Regions from separate parts of the Gossypium hirsutum genome. Here regions 1 and 2 are each linked to region 3. A link is a contact called in public Hi-C data. All regions are on one chromosome and are shown on one strand. Each heading gives the region's core, a stretch centred on a gene start, on an enhancer-like site or on the middle of the called end of the contact. The rest is flanking DNA. Distances are from core to core; before and after follow the strand shown. Region 1 holds the start of LOC107955234 (protein SULFUR DEFICIENCY-INDUCED 1). Region 2 holds the start of LOC107955232. Region 3 holds the start of LOC107955231 (sm-like protein LSM5).

Evidence for each region. A called contact is a pair of places that touch in the nucleus more often than the background predicts.
Region 1: a contact with region 3 is called in a Hi-C map of leaf, with 5 times the contacts expected there. The contact joins the promoter of LOC107955234 here to the promoter of LOC107955231 in region 3. A contact is called at or near these places in 12 of 34 Hi-C or Micro-C datasets (callus, fibers, hypocotyl and 2 more).
Region 2: a Hi-C map of leaf shows a contact between it and region 3, with 2.0 times the contacts expected there. The contact joins the promoter of LOC107955232 here to the promoter of LOC107955231 in region 3. A contact is called at or near these places in 3 of 34 Hi-C or Micro-C datasets (hypocotyl and leaf).

Annotation. Positions count from the first base shown.
Region 1 is chrA07:45,432,462-45,435,161 of Gossypium_hirsutum_v2.1, forward strand. It overlaps LOC107955234 (protein SULFUR DEFICIENCY-INDUCED 1), which reads left to right and starts at 1,308. Exons shown (of 5, transcript XM_016890968.2): 1 at 1,308-1,608; 2 at 1,996-2,146; 3 at 2,149-2,207; 4 at 2,288-2,443; 5 at 2,660-2,700. The coding sequence starts at 1,465.
Region 2 is chrA07:45,395,671-45,398,370 of Gossypium_hirsutum_v2.1, forward strand. It overlaps LOC107955232, which reads left to right and starts at 1,283. Exons shown (of 4, transcript XM_041118117.1): 1 at 1,283-1,555; 2 at 2,481-2,700.
Region 3 is chrA07:45,246,903-45,249,602 of Gossypium_hirsutum_v2.1, forward strand. LOC107955231 (sm-like protein LSM5) reads right to left here and starts at 1,372. Exons shown (of 4, transcript XM_016890966.2): 1 at 972-1,372; 2 at 761-884. The coding sequence starts at 1,005.

The DNA of each region.
Region 1 (2,700 bases), core at 58-2,557, 190 kb after region 3:
ATTTTTTTATGATTTTTAATAAATTTTCTAAATTTTCTAAAATTTATTATTTATTATTATTTATAATTTTTTCTAATCTTTAATAAGAGCAGGGGCTTAATTGCTTTTTTGAAAATTTTTGAGGGTCTTTTTTATGCATTTTGAAAGTTCAAATACCCAATTAATTGAAAAAAAAGGAACTTAATTGCTTTTTTTGAAGAAATTTGAGGGTTGATTTGATGCATTTTAAAAGTTCAAGTGCTCAATTGATTATTATAGAAAAATGGAGGGACTTAATAACTTTTTTAAAAAAAATTTGAAAGCTTTTTGCATCTCTAAATTTTATTTATGCAATAATTGGTATGATCGAAGTTGGAGAAAAGAATTGGTGTTAATGGTAAAAAAAACTAATTATCTTAATTTACTACTGAAAGAATGAGTACCAAACATTTCGTCCGAAATGAAATTAAAACATTAAACTGAAATTGATTATAGTAATAAAATTTGAAAAAAAAATTAAATTTTGAGTAAATCGAATTAAGTTATCTAATTTTTCGAGTCAATTCAAATAAGTAATTCGAGTTTTAAATTCGAGTCGAGTTGAATTTTACAATTCAAATAACTCGAATAAAAAATTGATGTAAATACTTTTTTAATCACTGTGAATTTTTAAAATGAACAAATTAGTTACACTCTCAATAAAAATTACAAAAAAAATTCAAAAATTCAAACTTCCAAAATTTACATTTAAAAAAAATATATAAAAAAATTTTAAAATAATAATTTTTGAATTAAATAAATTAATTAATGATTCAAGTTTATCATACTAAATTATTTTTTTCTAATTTTTTTTTAATTTTTTTAAATATATATATTCAAATTTACGTATCTTAATAAAAAATTAATTATACTATAATAATATTTTAATTTAAAATATTTAATTTTTTAATTTCACGTCACTTAATTAAAAAATTAAATATAAGTGAAAAAATAAATTTTAGTCAAATTAATTCGAAATTTTTTCACAACAGAACAAACTGCTTGGAATTAATCATTTACTATAATGTATCTACCCCGAACGAAGTACAGGTCTAAGATAATGATAAGAAAGAATAATAATAAAATAAAGCACCGCTTAAAAAATTTTTAAAGGAAAAAAAACGTAATTGGAGGTTTAATGTTGACAGTGGAACAAGACGAGTGACGTTATGGAGTCTCATCATGTCAGAGAGAGAAGTAATATAATAAAATTGAGAATAGGGACGCAAGGTCGTCCACATTCATATGTATTCACTTGATTTTGAACCCCCCTTTCTATATTTGCCTCTTACCTATTGGCTTTGTGGTTAAGCCGTCCCCCTCATCCCTTAATATTGTCTATGCATCCCAAAACACCTCTAGTCTTCTTCACTCATCATCACCTCAGTTCAATTGACCTATTTCTCCTCCTTTTCCTTCAGATAAATTAAAGAGAAGGGGGGAAGCATGATGAGCTCATCATCAAAGAATGAAATGATGATGATGATGAGCAGCTCCTCATCAAGACATAATGAAAAAGACCAACTTTTTCATATTCTTCATAAAATTCCTCAAGGTGATACTCCTTATGTTAAAGCCAAACATGCTCAGGTTTGTCTCTCTCTTTATATTTTTCCCTTTGGAACATTCAAGTAATCAACAAACAAGTTTCACTTTTTATTAGGTTTTCTTAAGTTCCTTATATGTATATATATGTGTATGTGTGTGATGTTGCTACACATATAGCTAACCCTATTTTGTTTTCCTTTAGTGGATACTTCCTCTATTTTTGACAGTTGCTTAATGAAAGATGGATGGAGAATGTACCCTAATTGGCTGTTGCATGCCATGCTAGGCTAGCATGGCATAAAGAATCAAGTCATTGCCATAGTCATTTTCATCAACTAATAAAAAATAGTTGACTGTGGAAGCCATATCTACAATTTCTCCATTTTCATATGCACAATCACTTATTTGTACTTTTCTGAACGAATGCAGCTGGTAGAAAAGGATCCAGAAGCAGCGATAGTACTATTTTGGAAGGCAATAAACGCCGGGGATAGAGTAGAGAGCGCACTAAAAGACATGGCGGTGGTGATGAAGCAACTAAACCGAACTGAAGAAGCAATTGAAGCCATCAAGTCTTTCAGGGCCGTTGCCCCAAACAAGCTCAGGAATCACTTGACAATGTTCTCATTGACTTATACAAGGTAAGGTATATATGGATGATTGATTTGACGTCCCTCTTAAGACTATCTATTGTCTTCACATATTAAATGTAACTTGACAGAAATGTGGGAAAGTAGACGAGCAGATTGAGTTATTAAAACGAAAGCTAAGATTAATATACCGAGGAGAGGTCTTTAACGGAAAACCCACCAAAACTGCACGCTCCCATGGCAAGAAGTTCCAAGTTTCAGTTCAGCAAGAAACTTCTAGGTTACTGGTATGCTTTTGATTTTGCTTCCCAGTTTCTTTAATTGAACCAGCAACCATAGCAGTTAGTGATTCCCGCTTTACCCTGATTTTTTCTTCTCTTTTGTCAAACAAAGAAGTGCCCTTTTTCATGAGAATCCCTTTGTCTTGCCATACTGTTGCTTTTACCCAGTTCCCCGAATGTCTTTTCTTTCTCAATTGAAACTTCAATGATGAAGTATGACAGGGAAATTTGGGGTGGGCTTACATGCAAAAATCAAACTACTT
Region 2 (2,700 bases), core at 33-2,532, 150 kb after region 3:
TTCCAAAAACGTAAAGAACTTGAATAACGGGGTTAGAACGGACTTACTATTGAGCTTGGAAAGCTTGAAAACCCTAGCCATGGCTTCCCCCATGCTAATTTCGGCCTCCATGAGAAAGATGAGTCAATTTTGGCTTTATTTTCCCTTTTTATTTCTTTTAATTACCAAATGACCAAAATGCCTTTCCTTACTAAACTTTCAAAAATTCCATCCATGTCCAATTTTTATAACTTAGAAATTGGTCAAATTTCTATTTAAGACCTCCTAATTAATATTTCAAAGCAATTTCATGCTAGAAACTTCTAGAATGCAAGTTTTGCAACTTATTCAATTTAGTCCCTAACTTCAAATTGAGCACTTTATGCATAGAATTTCTTCACGAAATTTTCACAAAATCATGCAATTATATCATAGACCTCAAAATAATCATAAAATAATTATTTCTATCTCAGATTTTGTGGTCCCGAAACTTCTATTCCAACTAGACCCAATTTTGGGCTATTACATTATAATAACTTGAATAATAAATAAAAAAAATATTAGTAAAATAATAAGCATTATCAATCGTAAAATAATTTAATTATATATACCAGATTTGCTAAATAATAACATGAATGTCAAATATTGGCATAAAGAAAAATAGTCATAATAATAACTTAACACAAATTACATTAATTGAAATTTCTGTTAATAAAAAAAATGTATATATAATTATCATTATTAGATTTGAGTTGTAAAAATAAATGTGTAAATGTTACCCAAAGCAAATATTTCATTTAGAAAATAAAATAAAAGAATTATGAAAATACATATACCATATATAGTTTAACGGGATCGTTTTACGGGTAAATTAAATAAAGTGAAATGACGTGAACTTCAATATGAACTTTTAAAAGCTCGTGCTGATAACGTGTTATAAAATAATTAATTAAGTAAAAGAACACTTAAAGTAAATAAAGAATTTTCTCATCTCATCTTTTCATTTATAAAAGAGATATATATAAGCCATTTGACATTCAATACAACATAAATGAATAAAGTTTATTTAATTATTAACATGTATATTAAACATCTTTAATAATGAATAGTGGGTTTTAACTCATTATTTTTATAAATGTTTAAAAGTTATAAACATCTATTTATAAAGGAGCTAGTCGGATGCCAGGTCATCTATGCGGGACCCGGAATGATTGAGACATTACATGGAGGGCACGTGTAGGAAACCATCAACAGCAATGGAGGTGGTTGTACCCGATGAATTCCTCTTCTCACTTCTCATTTCTCAACTTCCATTATCATTTCTTCTTTCTCTCTCTTTCCTTTCACCGCCTATATAAAATTAATATTTTATATTAACTTTTAAAAGGGAGTTTGCTGCTGTTAACTCTATTTTATTCAATTCAATTCTCATTAGACATTTAGTCAGATTTTTTTTCCTTTCTTTTACGGTGCTTCTACCTTTCCACGCAATCTCAACTCCCCCCCTTTTAGAGATCGGATAATTTTCAGTTCTCGAATTATTTCCCCTCTGTATTTGTAAATCCTCACCTTTTCCGTATGTTAATTTGTTAAATTATTTTTCATGTTTTTTGCTTTTTGCTTTTTTATTTTTGGATTGATGAACTGATTGATCTCTGTTATATGACCAATAGGGTGCTTTTGATTTTCTGCCTGTAATTCATATACTGATGTTGTTTGGATCGTTTATCCTGATAAAGGAGGAATCTTTTTGGGTGGTTAGGGTTAGGGTTTGGGATGTTTTGGTAATTGCTGGGGAAGGATCAGATGATATATATGGTGGTTTTCTGATTTTGATTTTAAGATATTGAATCTTCGGGTGGGGGGGGGAATTAAATCTGGAATTTTGGAATCTGGAAACACCTAGTAAGACTCATTATGTTCCGGGGAACTTGTTTTTTCATTTTTAGAAAGCAACTTATATATATATGTATGTATGTATATATATGTTTACCATAAAATTTCCCTGAGGTGAATTTTGTATTTCAATACGAGGCTATAGGATTAATGGTAGCCGAGCACAATTAAGAGCAAAATTGTGATATTCAATTATTATTGGATGAGAATTGAAAAGATGGTCTTTAGGTGCTCCTGAGCAACTCTATGATTATTTTATTCGAAATTTCACCTTTGAAGAAGTCTTACTCGTGGTGTTTGGGGAAGTAGTTATGAAAGAATTAAAAAATTTTGATTGCTTGAGCTATACAATTGTATTCTCATGTTTATCACCAAGTAATCTGGGAAATAAATCTCATTGAGCATAAAAACTTTATGAAAAAAGTACTATTCAAATTCAATTGATTGTTCAAACTTCAAACAACTATTTCTACCTTTGCCTCTATGCTGCACTATCTGCATGGTTGCTATGCATTTTTCTTCTCTCTATTGATGATTGATAAAAATTTTAGATTGATATATATCAAAATTGACAATCTCTTCTGGTTTTTGTGGCCCGAGTGCAGGTATGATAGCTGTCTGGTTCAAGACTAACACTTAGTTACTTATTCAAGGGTTCTATTTGATCAAGTTTTCTAGGACTTTTTACATTGCATTATATTGTTCAGTGCTTTGGAGCTTTGCATCAGGATTTGTCATCTGATTTTCTTTGTACAAGTTAACAAGTGACGATTCTATAGTTTTCAGTTTGCGTCTCACAGAGATACAGATTACAGAAGCCTGCGG
Region 3 (2,700 bases), core at 122-2,621:
ACACCAGTAATAAACATTCTCCAATTACTTACGTATACAAGCATGGGGAAAATCTGTTGCCAGGCCAATACAAGTCAATCAAAAGGGCACATCTTCTCATTATTTTCAAGCACATGAGTAAGAAAATCAAACACGTTATCACTCTCGAATTGAAAAAAAAAAAACATCACATAGTAAATTAAATGTGGAAAAAAGTACAATCAAGCAATGAATATCAAATTGGAAGCAATGTAGTTAGCTAAGTGAGCAGACATCGAGCCCAAAAACATTGGCTACATAGATTGCTGGTTCTTGATATGTTCCGAGGATGCCAATGATACAAATTTATCAGAGATCAAAAAGGTTTGCTGAAAAAACCAAACTCTAACAGAAGGCACCAATTTTGTGAAGAAAACTAGTTCTAAATCACACCCTATCAGAACAAACTTTTAAGCCATCTCACTTTCTCCGGTTACCATCTTGCTACTGAGAAAGAATTCAAACATTGAACCAAAAGATGAAAAGCAAATCTTAAATTCATCGGAATATTCAGGGCAAACAAAAGTCATGGGACAAAGAGGGGTACCATAAATTTGAAATTTGTTTAAATACATGCAACATGGCTAATATCCAGAAACCAAAACTCCAACTTGATCTCTTTCCCGTCACTTTCCTAACACGATTTTACATAAAACCCTAACACACACAAGGGAAATCAAAGCCTAGATATGAGGTCTAATCTATATGTAAACATTAAAAGAGAGAAAGGGAAGAGATTTACTATTCGGTGACATCTTCAAGGACCATGTTAACGTAGACATCGAAGCCTCTGAGAGTACCCACGAGCTCCTTGTCACCTTTCATTATCACCCAAATTTTGGACCCTATGCACCTATCTATCAACTCTGTAAACACAAATCAAGCAAACCCAAATCAGAATTTAATCCAACTTTCTCGAGAAATTTAAGGGAAAGTGAAAGAAAAACTGTCACCTGATGGAAGAAGCTGTGAGGGATTGTTTGCCATTGCTTTGAGAGTGTTGTTTACTCAAAAGTAAAGCTCCCAATTGTTTGATTCAAGTTTTCTGTAATCGTAATGAAACGAGTTACTAATACTATCCGTCTGTCAAACAGGCCCTGTCGACCCAATGAACTTCAAAATTTGCCCGACCCAGCACCTCCAGGCCAGCCAAGCACGGCCCTTTATCAACCGCTAATAACAACGTTGCACCGTCGAAAAATAATTGTTACTTTTTATGTCTATTTTTACGAAAAATAGTTTGATGATCGGAAATTTTTAAAATTGTCTCCGGAAAACATTGAATCAAACGTCAACTCTTCCTGTCAAAAGCTTTACTCAACTCTTTTGAGACCTCCTAAATCAACAGCTACTTGCTTTTTGGCCAAGGTTGCTTTAAGTAACTTAATTAAAATCATAACATTATATTATCTTTTAATAATTTGATTTTTAATCAATATTATGTGATATTATTATAGGACATTATATTTTAGCAATTTGATTCCTATGTAACTACTATTGTATATATATATATACTCTTAAGATCTATCAATAAAATTTAAGAGATTATCCTATTTTTGTCATGGCATATGAGTAAGGTTTTTTACACAATTTTTTTCTTTCATTATTCTAAAAGGCTAGCGGTGAGTCTTCTCCTCCTCCGCCACTACCAAGGGAGGCGGCACTTACTAGTTTTACCATTGAGCAATGGCAATCTCTTCTGGTAGTGTTCGATAATAAACAATCAACATCCACTCTGTTGAATGGTAAGTCTAAGAATAATTGGATAATTGATATGGAGTGTTCAAATCATGTTACGAGTGATCTTATGTGTTTGATGAATGTAAGAGATGTTGTACCATGTTCCGTAGGACTCCCTGATTGCCAAATAGTGGTGACTACCTAAAAAAAATGGTTAAATTGACAGACAAAATTCATTTCGTTCTTTACATTCCTAAACTAAACTGCAATTTAAGTATTTTTGGGAATGATTTTGCTGCTTTGAAAACTTTTAAGGAGTATCTCAGTTCTTGCTTCTATATAAAGGATCTTGGTGCTTTGAAATATTTTTTGGGATAGAGGTAGCTCGTAGCTCATAGCTGTAACACCCCACACCCGTAACCTACGCCGGGGCGGAATACGAGGTGTTACCTACCTTGAACACATGCATTCCTACTCTTCTGAATCATCAAGACCTGGTCAAATTTAAAACCTATTCTAAACTTCTTCAATAAGGCTTACGAGACTCCTAACACTCATTTAAAAACCAATCGGGACCAATTCAGGTCCTTCAACGAACTCTGAAAAATAACACTAGACACAAGGGCACACGTCCGTGTGGGAGGGGCAACACGCCCGTGTGGCCAATTCGACATGGTCGTGCTGTTGGCCCGTGTGACTCACACGGCCTAAACATATAGGGACACACCCGTGTCCTTTACCCGAGTGAAATTAATTTTAATTTCGAACCTACAGGGGTTTTCATACGGCGTAGCATACGCCCGTGTCCATGGCTCGTGTCCCTCACACGGCCATGAGATGCCCGTGTGCAAAAACCTAGACATTCTGTTTCTGACGTCAGCAATTCTTAAGGGTCACATGGCCAAGGCACACGCCCGTGTGCTAGGTCGTGTCCTTCACACGGCTGAGACACACGGTCGTGTCTCTGCCCGTGTGTTTACTACCATGCATACTAACTTGCAA